4 separate regions of the Mus musculus genome follow, and all the other regions are linked to region 4. A link is a contact called in public Hi-C and Micro-C data. All regions are on one chromosome and are shown on one strand. Each heading gives the region's core, a stretch centred on a gene start, on an enhancer-like site or on the middle of the called end of the contact. The rest is flanking DNA. Distances are from core to core; before and after follow the strand shown. Region 1 holds the start of Dsp (desmoplakin). Region 2 overlaps Slc35b3 (solute carrier family 35, member B3). Region 3 holds the start of Bmp6 (bone morphogenetic protein 6). Region 4 holds the start of Eef1e1 (eukaryotic translation elongation factor 1 epsilon 1).

Region 1 (3,401 bases), core at 200-2,699, 510 kb before region 4:
AGGTTCTACTATAGTATTTATGAGGACCGTGGCTGTGCGTTAGTCATCGTTGTCTTGCACAGTCTGATACAGGCCCTTCCATACAGTGTGTTATAGTTATCCACTGGACAAACAAGATGCATAAGAAGGAAAACATTCCGAATCAAATTCCGTGCATTATTTGCTGACGACCCAAACGTCTTCCGGATACTATGGGTTGTTTGTGTGGAGGCTGACTTGCGGATACGGATTCTATTTCTAAACAAAGCACTTTTGTCTACAAGCTCTTTGGCCAGGTGAGTTTGTTGTTAGAAACGAGAGGAAATTGATGGTAGTCGAACAGTGGCAGATATGGGTGGTTGAGCTAACCGTGGTAAACTGTTATCTCACTGTGCGTTTGACTCCTTGGATTTAAGTCGGTCTGCTCTGGGCAATCAGGAAGCAAACGTGCAAGCAAGATCTGTTGTCAAAAATTGTGTCCAAAACTTGGAAGTGTCATTGCAGAATTAGATAGGGCACATATTTAGAAAACCTCCTCTTCTCCTTTACAGCATACCAATGTAGTTTGGTATTTAGTTTTTGGGCTGCTTTAACCAGCTCATGAACATTTGAGAAATACATTGTACAAACAGGAAAGCTAACAGACATTATTCAGGGAGACAAGAAATATTTATTACCAAGATCTTTAAGTGGTGTTTACTAGAGAGCATTTAACGCCACCCCAAGTTATCTAAACAGCTTTTAATGGCTAGTGTACAGGGGTCTGTATCTAAAGTCAGTTTATGGAGACTACGGTGTAAATTGCACTCATCTGCTAACTGGGAGTGGCTTTGGAACCAATCGGTGGAATGTGTTACTCATCTGGAACGGTATCTGTTCAGGCTTCATGGGAGCAGAAAGGGACCCAAGTTGGGGCTCAGGAGTCTACAGGGGACAAACGTGCTCATGATTCTTTTAGAGAAATGGAAAACCACGTCTTGTTTCTGTTTCAGGCAAAGTCCTGCTATGAAGCCCAGTCTAGCCTTGAACTAAGTCCCTCATGACAAAATATTTCTGGAGAAGCCCTTTTCGGGATTCTCTGTTAAATTATCTTTTACACAACAGAAATCGAACTCTTGGGGCTATTTAAATAGAAGCTGGCATGGTTTCCTGGGATAAGCAAAAAGTCAACATTTCACTAGAGTCGTCCCATGGAGTGACCCTCCCAAGCCACTTTATTTCCGCCTCTTGGGGGAGTAGGAAATCCTCCAAAGGTGTGCCACTGTGGCTCCTAGAGCCTGAAGCAAGTCCCGCGGGGTCGCAGCCCTCCGACGGGGATCCAGTCGCCAGGTCCCCGCCCCTCGCCTCTGCTCAGGCTTCGGTGGCGCAGGGCGGAGCCGCAGGTTGGGGAGGGCGGCCCCAGGCGTCGGTGACACGCGGGGGGGAGGGCGGGGGAGGCGAGGCAGCCGCACCTCGCCCTGGGAAGAAGCCGACCAGGTGTGGCCTGGGCGCCGGGTGCCAGCGGGGAGGAGACTCGCACCGCCTCGACCAACACCAACACCCAGGCGCGACCCAGCTCCTCTGAGCCCTCGCTGCCCTCCGAGCCACAGCTCCACTCCGGTTCCCGCGCCTAGCCAGTCGCCGTCCCCGTCTCCGCCCTGCTGGAGCGCTGAGCCCTCGCCAGTCCTCCGCGTTCCGCGCTCCTCTCCCGGAGTCCCTCGCGTGCTCCGAGGCGACGCCTCGCGTATGCCGCGGCGCTGAGCGGCTCTCTTGAGTGACCGCAGACATGAGCTGCAACGGCGGCTCCCACCCGCGGATCAACACGCTGGGTCGCATGACCCGCGCGGAGTCCGGCCCGGACCTGCGCTACGAGATGACCTACAGCGGTGGCGGCGGCGGGGGCGGCGGGGGCGGCGGCGGGGGCACCAGCAGGACGTTCTACTCCCACTCCCGGCGCTGCACCGTCAACGACCAGAACTCCGACGGCTACTGGTGGGTATCAGCCCGCCGCCACCTAGCTCAGTCCCAAATCTTGGGTCAGGTAGTGGCCCGCCTCCTGGGCCAACCAGGAAACCCAGGTCTAGGCCGAGGAAAGTGCTTTGCCCCGGGTCACGGAAGCGCAGGAACGGGTGTCCCTACGCCCAGCGCTAGCCAGTGAGAACAGGGAGCTTGGGTGTGTGCTGGGACCCAGGCGACAGTCCTACCGTGAGCCTACGCAGGGTCCCACGGTCCTCACCTCTCTTCTATCCTAGAAGCGGCTCTTTTCCACCTCCACTGTGTAGGGGAGCAATGGACGGCAGGGACGCAGGTCTCTCCTTGGTCGTACCCTCTTCCTCCCCACCCCCGGTTGTCCCTTGCAAAGTGGACCCAGCTGTGATTGCCTTTGTTCCAGACCGCAGGTGGGAGGTCGGGCTAGGCGGAGCTGCGGCCCCAAAACCCAGCTTTCAAACTAACGAAAAATAAAACTTGTGAAGGGGTGGAGTTCCCTTTGCTGCCCGGTGGCCTCGGAGGGACTCAGGACTTGCAACTCATGGTCACCCCAGGGCGACGGCGGCGGAGGCCCTTAGGTTATTGGCCACCCGAGGGTATCTGCATGGAAGTTACACCCTCCACGGAGCCTGAAAGTCCCCTGTCACGCAAATGGGTTCCTTTGTAGGGATAGCCTCTGGGCACGGGCTGCAAACTTGGTCTGTTCCGCTCGCTCCCCTTTCCCCACTCTGGCCACTTGGTCACCGGGATCGCACCGGAGGCTCCGCACCTTTAAAAAAAAATCAGCCTAGTCTCCTGGAGACTTTGTAATAATTGTGGCTCTGGGCTCAGTATTAGTCATCTCTTTGATCTGTATAAAATGGGCTCCAGCTCTGGCTGAGAGGGTGACCCTGGAGAAAGCACTGTGGCGCCCAGGATTAGGAGCTGCCGAGGAACCCACGGCACAAAGGGCTGGGTCCTCTTCCCGGGATAGTCGGGTAAATACAGCGAGGGAGTCACTGGTGGGTGGGAGAAGGTAATGAGCATCCTTTCACACGGTCCCCACAGCTGCTTTCTGCAAGCCCACGTGAGCCGTGAGACTTTTGCGACCCGCCCCTTCCCAGCCCTACCTCGGTCGCGCCTCTGGAGGCGGCCGCCCCACTACCTTAATACTTCGCAGCGCAGTGGCCGCAGGCGGAGGAGGAGAAACCTAATGGCTCCGATGGCGTTTTGTTTTGCAAGCAGTTTTAGAGATCCGACAGTCCTTCCAGTTGCAACTCGTTTTCTGTTTAAATTTATTTATTTCTCAGGCAGCAGGATACCTTTTCTCATTAGAGATCTTTGTTTTCTTAACAAATTGTGTCCCAGGATTTTGAGGAACGATTGTTTCCGGCAACACCAAGTTTAAAAACTTGGTTTTAAAGTATATTTTAAAGTTTGGCGAGCCACCAAAATCTCAAATGTACTTTTGTGTC
Region 2 (3,398 bases), core at 14-2,513, 290 kb after region 4:
GAAACAATTACATGTAGAAAAATAAAAAAGCTGTGATGTTTTAAGGCACTAAACATTTATAGAAAAGATGGGATGTCAGTACTGTCTTTATTATCTTTTAACTGTCCCACAGACACATGAATATAGGCATCCTAGACTCGATGAAAGGATGAACACGCTTCATTACCTCCCAGATCCCATGCCCACATTCCTAACCACCTTCTGTTTATGGTCACAGGATTACTGTGCTTTGTTTTATATGCCATTAAAGATAAACCAAAGTATTTTTTCAAATCTATATGATTACTAATTGAAAATATTTTCAAATAAGAGTTCTGGATTTAGCAAAAAGAAATGTGTCTCTTCAGTATTTAGGAATACAGGTCTCTAAACCAAGACAAGAATGTGGGAAATGGGCTTGTAGGGAGAAGGGATGCTCACAGGGATGGGAGGGAAAGGAGGGAGGGACACACACACACACACACACACACACACACACACATACACACACACACACACACACACATACACACACACACACACACACACACAAAGGTCAAACAGACACACACACACACACACACACACACACACACACACACACACACACACACACACACAAAGGTCAAACAGCAGAGAAAAGGATAGTAATCTTGGACTTTCAGTCCTAGCTGCCAGCTCTTCCTGACTTGGTGAAGAAACAGCAGCATAAAAAAGTTTCTATTCAACATAGTGGGTATACCAATCATGAAGCCAAGCCAAACAGCTCTGACTATTGTTGAGAGTTGGGGTGGTAGAGGAGCCTCATCCAAAAGGAAGTCAGTCCTGGTGAAGATGCAGGCAGCTCTATCCTGGAGACAGGCCAGAAAAAAACCTCTGATTCAGTGGTGGGTTTTGATGAGATTGGTGTTTCAGGCAGACAGGTCAGTGTTGAAGAGGAATCCCACCCAGAGGGCAGGGGCTTGGCACTACCCTGAGGAAACTCACTATTCAAACCTTATCTATGTGGGGTGGCCTTAAAACAGGGAACAAGAGAGCCTGCTGTGGGAGCCAAGAACCCTGCTGCTTGACATCCACAGCTGTATTCCTCCAAGAGGGAGATCAATACTCAAGAGGGCAGCAAAGGAGAAACGGATTGCTTTGTCTGCACAGATCTCAAAGCTCTGTGTGGGCCACACTCCCAGCACACACAAGAGACGACTCCTTCCAAGCAGAATTTCAGTGACACCAGGAGGCTCTAGGTAAGGAGTCACAGGGGGTGAGGGTCTGCCTACTCCACAAACTACAGGGATTCTGCTACAAAGACAAGATCTAAACTGAACATAGGCACTTGTTCACCACCACACAAACCACAGCAAAGACAAAAGGCCACAAGGCCACCTGCCTCTGCTGACAAGAAACAGGCAGGACCCACAGGGAGGTGGCTGTGACTGCATCCTTCTGACCCCCAAGCTTTTCTTTCTTGGGAACACTTAGTAGTATTTTTACTTTACTGTACTTAAAATAGTTACATGTTTTTCTCCTTCATACACTCATCTAATTCTATTTAGCCATTTTTCATTACTAAGCAAGCATTTCTATTTTCTTTTTCTTAAATACTTCCTATGTTTTTCTTCCAATCCTTTTAGCAACACTTTGCCCTTATTTTAGGAAACAAATAAACCTATCCTTTTTAAAAACTCTCTTTCCTAACATTTATCTAATTTTGCTTTTGAAGTTTCTCATTATTGGAAAATCTTTTGTTTATTGGTTTTGAAATCTTTTGCCTTTTTCTGTTTTGTTCTGTAACACTCTCCTCCTCTTTCCTTTCCTCTATTTACCCTTGCTGCTTTCTATTGTCCTTCCTTTTCATCTCATTCATTCATTGTTTCCACATTTAGTACAATCCTTCCTAACACGACAGCAATCCGCCACTGGGTTTTGCCATTTTCTGTTTTATGTCCTTGGTGAAGTGTGAGCTGTATTGACTTTAAGTGTGTTCTATCCTCTGTGATGTGGTTTGCTTGTTCCCCTTTCTGAGTGGAACTAGGTAGGGACCGAGCCTTCAAGAAAAGGCTGCTCAATATGATGATATACAGATAGGACTGAAGGAATATTCAAACCAAGAGATGTGTTAAACAGCTTCAAAGAAAACACACACACACACACGAGAGAGAGAGAGAGAGAGAGAGAGAGAGAGAGAGAGAGAGAGAGAGAAAGAGAGAGAGAGAGAAAGAGAGAGAGAGACAGAGATAGAGAGAGGGAGGGGAGAGAGACAGAGGGAGAGAGAGAGCACACAGTGTGATTTCAAAAGACCCCACTCAATTATTGAATTCAACGATATTACTGAAATGGCAAAGTGTCAGATGAGACTTCAAGAGTGTATTAGTCAAAATAATAAGTGACCTTAAAGAATATGCAAACAAGCTGTAGGACAAAAAACAGGACTTGGAATGAAGTCAGCAATGTAAAAAAAAATTGAAAAAAAGTGTGCATGTGTGTGTGAGAGAGAGAGACTGACTCTCAGTAATATGGATGAAAAATATGGGTAAGGGGGAAAATCAATAAGGAAATTGAGGTTTTGAAAAAAAGAAACTTGGAAATAAACTCAATGAATCAAATAAAGAAACAGTGGAAAACATTGCCAAGAAATCTGACCAAGAGGAAGAAAGAGTTTCAGGGCTGGAGAGCACAAAAGACAAACCCTGCATTCCAATACCCATAAAGAAAACAATAAAGGGTTTTTACCTTGAAGCCCAAGAACTCTGCAATCCAACCTAAGCACCGTGGGTAGAAACTTAGGTAAGAATGGCAGGCATGCAGCTCATAAAACCTCAGCAGAAAATTTCACAGATCTAGAGAATGAAATGGACATCGAAACACAAAAGCTCATGCAGAATGCCAAATAGACACGAGCAGATAACAATGTGTCCATGGCACAGAATGCCAAACAGACAAGAGTGGATAACAATGTCTCCATGGCACAGAATGCCAAACAGACATGAGCAGATAACAATGTGTTCATGGCACATAAAAGCCAGGACAACAGGAATACAAAGAAACAAGGTTAAAAGCTGTGAGAGGAAACCGTCAGCTTACCTACAGAGACATAACTATTAGAGGAATATCAGCCTCTCATCAGCCATTTCAGTCAGGAAATCATGGAATGAGAGAGCTCAAGTGTGCTGACCCAGTTGCTATACTCAGCAGCATTATCTTTCAAAGTTGATAAAGAAATACAAATATTTGAAGATAAGCACAAATTAAGGCAGTTCATGACCACCAACTTAGCATTCCAGAAGATAGTTAAAGGAATATTATACACAGAGGAAGATGCAAAAACACTCTCAATCATAAGAAAATAAGGGAGTAAGACTTTCACAGAGTAGCAGACAACAAAGGCGAGCTCAGAAGGAATCGATCATGTCTGATGTAATACA
Region 3 (3,505 bases), core at 346-2,845, 310 kb before region 4:
GTGGGTGGCTTATTTTCTTTCCTAATCCTTCCATTCTTGTCAGGTGAAAGACTCACATGTTTAAAGGGCATTTGCTTCTACCATCTAGAGATGAGTGGCCATTTGAGCCATGAATTGACATGTTTATTGGTAGAAGGCAGTGTTGGGAGTGGTCCCAGTTTGTTCAAGGATAGAAGCAACCTGTGTTGAGGGCCCTGTTTATTATCCTGGCTATTTTCTATACTTTCCAGGCTTCTGCCCTGGCTGAAGGCCATCTTTACCACCGTCTTTACGTTTTACCTGGAACGGTGTGTCTAATAATTGCATTTCAGCTCATTAAGATGCAATTGCCAACGGCAACTGCATTGAGAGACTAGCAAGAGGATGGGGAAGGCTTTCCTCGTAACACTAGCAGATCGTAACCCCTTTCGTTTGGGTTGTAGTTTAAGAACTCAAATGCAGCCCAAACGAAGAAATAAATTGAAATATCCGACTGGAAACCTCCAGGACTCTGGTTTGGCTTGTCCTGCCCTCTTTGCAGCTAGTGTGTGAGCAGCTTCCTCGCAGGGTGTGTCTTAACTTACAGCAGCTGCCTTTGAGAGCCACGTGTCTGCTAAACGCCTACATTCCATCAATAAGAGAAACTGAGCAGAGAAGGAGAAAACTGTCATACTATTTTCTCCTTCGGTAACGGCATGGATTAAATAGCTGTGTTTGCTTTTATTTAGCAGAGGAAGAAGAAAGTTTAGATCGGGGTCGTGATCGGATCTGTCTTCCTAGCAATGACCTCTTTGCCTTTCTTACCCGCCCAAGCAACTCCTGATGCCTCCAAGAATTCTGTGTGCTAGAAACCTACGCTCGCTAGGCAGAGGCAAGGCCCTGGGAGAAGGGAGGGTGAAAGAAGGGGGTGGGCCTATGTAAATAGCCCGCAAGAGTCACCTCTCCATTGGCTGGTAGCCTGTCCGTTACCGAGTAGGGCAGGGCGTTCCTGGGCTTGAGTGCGGTACCTGAGCGAGACGCGCAGCAGAAAGCCCACGTTGGCGGCGGCCGGGAGCGCAGTGCGCAGAGGCGGGAGACTGCGAATCCCCGAGCCGACGCCGCAGCCTGCGTTCCGAGTTCCGCTCCTCGTCTCTCTCATCGCCTCGGAGAGCGGGATCCTCCGGGCACCCGAGAGACTGCCGAGAGGAAAGCTAGATCGTGGCCGCCTCCACTTGGGGAGGCGCGCGGAGATTCCGAGGGGGAGAGACGGTGCCCGAAGGCGGAGGGGCGCTGAGTTTCGGACCAGAGGGAAGTTAAAACCGCGCGGAGAAAATTGGCTTTTTAGGACGCAGGGACGCCACAGCCTGGGACCCACAGGGGAGTAAACTTCACGACTGTCCTACAAGCCAGGAGAGGCGTGCGAGGGGATGGTGCCCGGCATCGCCTCCACCTCTTGATCTGTCGTCTCCGGCCCCCCTCGGCCAGCCGCCTCTGAGGGTTCAGGGCAGCGCACGTGTGCAGACTGCGAGTGACCGTGCCGTGACCCGCCCGGGGACGCCGGCTGCAGCGCAGTCCTGCCTAGGACACACCTGGCTCACTCAGCCCGTGCGCCTCCAGAGACCTGCGGGAGAGTGGAGGATCCTGGCCGTCGCCCCGTCGTCTCTTCTCCACCCGGGCTTCTGGGGGCGCCGCGGATGACCATGAGAGATAAGGACTGAGTGCCAGGACCGGGAAGAGAGCCCGCCGAGAGGTGGCGGGGGCTGCCCACTCCGAGGGCCACAGCCTCCGCGCTCCGGCCTCGCTCCGCCGCTCGACGCCTCGCGGGCCCCGCGGGGGCAGCCGGGCTGGGCGGCGATGCCCGGGCTGGGGCGGAGGGCGCAGTGGCTGTGCTGGTGGTGGGGGTTGCTGTGCAGCTGCGGCCCCCCGCCACTGCGGCCCCCTCTGCCGGTAGCCGCGGCCGCCGCCGGGGGGCAGCTGCTGGGAGCCGGCGGGAGCCCGGTGCGCGCTGAGCAGCCACCGCCACAGTCCTCTTCTTCGGGCTTCCTCTATCGGCGGCTCAAGACCCACGAGAAGCGGGAGATGCAAAAGGAGATCCTGTCGGTGCTGGGGCTCCCGCACAGGCCGCGGCCCCTGCACGGTCTCCAGCAGCCTCAGCCCCCGGTGCTCCCGCCACAGCAGCAGCAGCAGCAGCAGCAGCAGCAGACGGCCCGCGAGGAGCCCCCTCCAGGGCGGCTGAAGTCCGCTCCACTCTTCATGCTGGATCTCTACAACGCCCTGTCCAATGACGACGAAGAGGATGGGGCATCGGAGGGTGTGGGGCAAGAGCCTGGGTCCCACGGAGGGGCCAGCTCGTCCCAGCTCAGGCAGCCGTCTCCCGGCGCTGCACACTCCTTGAACCGCAAGAGTCTCCTGGCCCCGGGACCCGGTGGCGGTGCGTCCCCACTGACTAGCGCGCAGGACAGCGCTTTCCTCAACGACGCGGACATGGTCATGAGCTTTGTGAACCTGGGTAAGGATTTTGGGGGTAGCATCGCGCGGAGGGTAGATCCCTCCTTTGCAGTCTCCTGGGCTCAGGTGGTGGGAAGAGGTGGAGGAGCGCGCGCGTGCGCGCGCGGCGGGGATGTGGGACAGCTGGTGCTCCGGACACCTGCGCGGCCGAGTGCTCGCCTGCGCTCCGCTGCAATGGGAGGAGCTGGAACACGCAGAGGTGCCCGCAGAGGTTGTCTTTTTCGGGGAACATGGGGCACTTTTCCCTGTATTCTTATTTCTGACGAGCTCGGGCCACTTCAACGCAAATGAGTTTGGCCAAGGTTCCTAAGAATAAGGTCCTCTGCACTCTTTCCCCTCTGAACTGTCCTCCATTGCCCCCTGGACGTTCGGAGTGCCGCTTTACCCATAGTGACCGTCAGGGAATCCCCCAGCAGTTGAGAACTCCGAGAACCTGATCTGAATGCTTTAGAGAGATTCACAGGTGTTGAGGAAGGAGGGCTTCGGTGGCTGAGGAAGGTCCCACCAGGACCTTGGAAGGTGTGCCAATCCCCGCCAGGCGGGGCTTGCGTCAGTATGGGGCGAGATTCCAGCGCAATTGGGGTAATCCACCCAGTGCCTGCGCTCTCATGCCCTTGGCCATTGTCCCAAAAGGTTGACCCTTCAATCAATGCTGTCCAAGCTCCTGGGGGCAGAGAAAGGGTGCGGGGGTAGGGGCCAGGGTTGGCCGCTGAGCTCTACTGAACTCCGTTGCCAGGCAACAGAATGGAAAGTCGAGGGCGGCTAAATTGGGCTCTGCCACTAATGTTCTGTGGCAAACCCAGACAGAGTCACGTCCCCCCCTCCCCGAAGTTTTCTCTCATCTGTAAACAGAAAAGGGAGGTGGGGTAAGAAAGACTGCGGAGTCAGTGCTTCTGAACCTTGCTAGTTTTTATTCATAAACTTAGTATAGAGCAAGGATGTAGGAGGCACGTCCCTAGTGGGTAGACCTGGGGAAGTAGACACACCCAGAGTGGCTGCAGCCGCCCCTGGGTTTCTGTGAGGCTTTTTCTCCCTGGGG
Region 4 (3,590 bases), core at 385-2,884:
CGTAGCCTTCAAAGCAATCACGTTTGGCAGGGTTGGGGGTGGGTTGTTGTTGGTGGTGGTGGTGGTGGTGAGGGGGCAGGTTCTGAGTCCTTAGCCCAGGCTGGCCGAGAACTCTTGGTGATCCACCTTTCTCAGCTCCCCAAGTCCTGATGTGAGCTACTTCTAGCGGGTGGATAAGTAGTAGTTTCCTCATGTACTGATGTACCATAATCTAATGGACCTTGCTCCTACAGTTGGATCCTTAGACTGTTCCTTGTCATTATTATTGGGAATCTCGCTGAGCACATCGTAACTGCTGGTGTACTGTGGTTAGTTTTCAACTAAGGAAACACGGTGATTTCATCTCTAGTCTTTGGTCTGTACTCACAGAAAACCAGAAACTTTCAACTGGGACTCACTGTGAAACGTTTCCATTACACAAGGCACTAAAACCCAACTCTGAACTTCAAACTGAACTTGGTCTAAGACTGAACTTGGGTTTATTCTGTATTGCACTACTCTGTTTTGGGTGGCTTACTGGACCCAAACTTACATAGTAATTCACTGGTTTTCTACATCCTTCCAAGTCTAATCTCTTGAACACCAGCTTCTCACTGAAGCTTAAATCCCACCTCCTCTGTGGCACTGTGCCACTGTCCTCAATGTATTCCTCCCCTGTCGCTTGTCCTATTGGGCCCTTAATTGCTGGTGACTGTCCCTCATGCCTTGAAAGCAAGACTGTCTCTCATGTCTCGGCAAAGCCAAAAAAGAGGGTGTGCAAAGGAAACTGGGCTGAGGACAGAGCACATCACCTCTGGGGAGGATGGCCTTCGCAGCCTACGGCAGGCAAGTCATTTAACCTTTCCAGGTGCCACATTAAGTTACTGTGAACCCCACAATACCGCTACGATTTAGACATTAAAGGAAAAAACAAAACAAAACAAAACCTTTGGGCCCAAACAGGAACAAGCCATCTAGATCTGGAATCCCGTTCAAGGCACACTCTATGGTTTCCCACTACCATTCTTCCTCTAGTACCATCTTTCTACGGCAAATGATGAGTTACAAAGGACTCACTTTCTACACCCTAAGAAATCAGGATTCTTCTATCTCACCAAGCATTCCACTGCCCCACACCCGGAATCTTCCTCAATTCTCTGCACAATGCACATCCAAGCGGGTGTGTCGCCAGAATGAGCAGGGTCCTATTCCGTGTTCCCTCCGCCAGGCGGCTTCCAGGAATCTGTACCGCTCGCCCGGCCAGCCGCTGGAAAGGCGGTCGCTGAATGAAAGGACCAGGCACGGCTAACGGCCGCCTACAGGGATCTGAACCCCTGACTCTGCCCAGGCCTCCGCGAACTGGCTTTCTGCTCCCCGAGGGGAGGACGGTGACATTTGCCTGGAGGTCCAGACCGAGCCACGCGGCCCGCCCCGCACGCACGTGGGGAGCGGAGTCCATTCCGATGCCCCGGCCGGGTCGCGTAGGCTCCGGGTCACCCCGCCGCCCTGCTGCTTTCCTACCGCTGCGCCTCACCTGCCGCTCGCCCTGAGCACTGTACTTATTCCCCGGCTTCAGTCCCAGACTCTTCTCCAGCAGCCTCAACTCCGCGGCCGCCGCCATCTTCTGGCCCAGCTCCTAGGGAGGCGGGGCCTGCACAGCTAGGACCTTGATTGAGCAGGAAGTCCGGCCCCACAGATGTCTCCCACGATTGGCTGGGAGGACGGCAAGCGCGCCTGCGCGAAAGGGGCGGAGTCAGCTCAAGGCAGGGGGCGGTTCGTAATTAAGGGCGGGGCCAACCACATTCGGAGTCCGGTGGATTGCTCACAGTAGGCAGAGGAGAGCACGGAGTGTAGACAGTTTCACAGAAGAATGTATCCGAATCTTAGTTTTGTTTTCTGAGACAGGGTTTCTCTGTATAGCCCTGACTAACCTGGAACTCACTCTGTAGACCAGGCTAGCCTCGAACTCAGAAATTCGCCTGCCTCTGCCTCCCAAATGCTGGGATTAAAGGCATGCACCACCACTGCCTGGCTGAATGTATCCGAATCTTAAAGATTGAATCATTCATTACAATGCTTATAAAACTATTGTAGATCAGAAGAATAATTTAGATTATTTGTTTTATAAATATAAAGCATTGATTCCCAAACTCGTCAAATAGTTCTCCAAATAAGAAAATTATAGAACAATCTTAAATTAAAATAAGGATAAGGGCCAGTGACCTAGCAAGGGAACTTGAGATCTGTGGTTGTTTGAACGAAAATAAGCCCCCAACCGGGCGTGGTGGTGCACGCCTTTAATCCCAGCACTCGGGAGGCAGAGGCAGGGGCAGGCAGATTTCTGAGTTCGAGGCCAGCCTGGTCTACAAAGTGAGTTCCAGGACAGCCAGGGATACACAGAGAATCCCTGTCTCGAACCCCTCCTCTCCCCCCCCCCCAAAAGAAAGAAAATGAGCCTCCATATGCTCACCGGGAGTGTCACTATTGGCGTGACCTCGTTGGAGTAGGTGTGGCCTTGTTAGAGAAAATGTGGCAGTGGGGGTGGGCTTTGAGGTTTCAGATCCTAGTGGCATTCTTTTTTTTTTTTTTTCCTTGCCTCCTGCTGATCCAGATATAAAACTCTTGGCTCCTTCAGCATCATGTCTGCCTGCCTGGGGCCATGAGACTCACTGTAATGATAATGGACTAAATTTCTGAACCCGTAAGGCAGCCCTAACTAAATGTTTTTCTTTATAAAAGTTAATAGTAACTCATGGTGTCTCTTTACAACAATAGAAACTCTAACTGAGACAAGTTGAATCCTTATGTGGTGGTTTGAATAAAAATGGTGATTATAGGCAAATGAACAGTGACCAAGACAGAAGCTGGTACCAGGAACCAAGATGTTGCTGTGACAGGCTTGATTATTCTGTTTGTTGGGGTGTAGTCTCCCCTCCCCCAGCCTGAAACCTGCTTGTTCAGGGGTGGAGCTTCCTGCTCATTCGTTCTGCCACGCCCACTGCTAGAACCTGCGGAGGTGCACCTTTCTACTGGACCAGAGATTATTCGTCGGGAGTTGGGTCCCCTCCCCCTTCCTTTATAACTAGTGTCGCAACAATAAAATTTGAGCTTTGATCAGAATGAATTTGTCTTAGCTCCGTTTCTTCTTTCGCCCCGTCTAGATTCCTCTCTTACAGCTCGAGTGGCCTTCTCAGTCGAACCGTTCATGTTGCGAGCTGCTGGCGGCCGCAACATTGGGGGAATATGGAAGACTTTGGGACTTGGACTAGAAAAGTCTTTGGATGCTATAAGTGAAACTTAATGGACCTTCCTAGTAGGGGCATGGAAAACAATGCTGAGGGTGATTTGAACTATGGGGCCCAGATCAAGAAATTTCAGAGGGGAGGAATTTTAGTGAGTGGCCAAGAAACCATTCTTATGATATTTTAGCAAAGAATGTAGTAGCTCCCTTGTGCCCTTGTCCTAAAATTAAAAAAACAAACAAACAAACAAACAAAAAAACCAACCTAAATTGAAGACTTTGGATTAATACTGTTGGCAGAGATTTCAAGGTAGCCCAGGATTGACTGTGTCATGCAGTTGTTGGTGGTCACACTTAGCCAGATCTATAA

The links. Hi-C and Micro-C count contacts between places; a contact is called where the count stands out from the background.
Region 1: a Micro-C map of embryonic stem cells shows a contact between it and region 4, with 5 times the contacts expected there. The contact joins the promoter of Dsp here to the promoter of Eef1e1 in region 4. A contact is called at or near these places in 2 of 39 promoter capture datasets (cranial neural crest and second pharyngeal arch cranial neural crest) and 1 of 484 Hi-C or Micro-C datasets (embryonic stem cells).
Region 2: a Hi-C map of the G1E-ER4 cell line shows a contact between it and region 4, with 3 times the contacts expected there. The contact joins the enhancer-like site here to the promoter of Eef1e1 in region 4. A contact is called at or near these places in 2 of 39 promoter capture datasets (the 3T3-L1 cell line and embryonic stem cells), 8 of 484 Hi-C or Micro-C datasets (B cells, CD8 T cells, the G1E-ER4 cell line and 5 more), 2 of 115 datasets of contacts at active chromatin or transcription factors (embryonic stem cells and memory CD8 T cells) and 3 of 9 other capture datasets (adipose tissue, liver and pancreatic islet).
Region 3: a contact with region 4 is called in a Hi-C map of muscle stem cells, with 5 times the contacts expected there. The contact joins the promoter of Bmp6 here to the promoter of Eef1e1 in region 4. A contact is called at or near these places in 6 of 39 promoter capture datasets (embryonic stem cells, hippocampal neurons, liver and 2 more), 6 of 484 Hi-C or Micro-C datasets (the G1E-ER4 cell line, embryonic stem cells, muscle stem cells and 2 more), 3 of 115 datasets of contacts at active chromatin or transcription factors (all in embryonic stem cells) and 2 of 9 other capture datasets (adipose tissue and liver).

What each region holds. Positions count from the first base shown.
Region 1 is chr13:38,149,845-38,153,245 of GRCm38.p6, forward strand. Dsp (desmoplakin) reads left to right here and starts at 1,450. Exons shown (of 24, transcript NM_023842.2): 1 at 1,450-1,950. The coding sequence starts at 1,745.
Region 2 is chr13:38,947,123-38,950,520 of GRCm38.p6, forward strand. All of the region lies in intron 3 of Slc35b3 (solute carrier family 35, member B3), which reads right to left. Among named protein-coding and RNA genes, the nearest start is that of Slc35b3, 12 kb to the right of the region's middle. Within about 2 kb of position 1,264, at least 27 of the 459 cell types and tissues checked have an H3K27ac peak or open chromatin away from gene starts, as enhancers often do. A contact at or near this core is called in CD8 T cells, the G1E-ER4 cell line, Th1 cells and 1 more, where this site is marked.
Region 3 is chr13:38,344,121-38,347,625 of GRCm38.p6, forward strand. It overlaps Bmp6 (bone morphogenetic protein 6), which reads left to right and starts at 1,596. Exons shown (of 7, transcript NM_007556.3): 1 at 1,596-2,467. The coding sequence starts at 1,813. It overlaps Gm47990 (a long non-coding RNA gene), which reads left to right. Exons shown (of 2, transcript XR_003950672.1): 2 at 1-3.
Region 4 is chr13:38,657,394-38,660,983 of GRCm38.p6, forward strand. It overlaps Eef1e1 (eukaryotic translation elongation factor 1 epsilon 1), which reads right to left and starts at 1,635. Exons shown (of 4, transcript NM_025380.2): 1 at 1,514-1,635. The coding sequence starts at 1,600.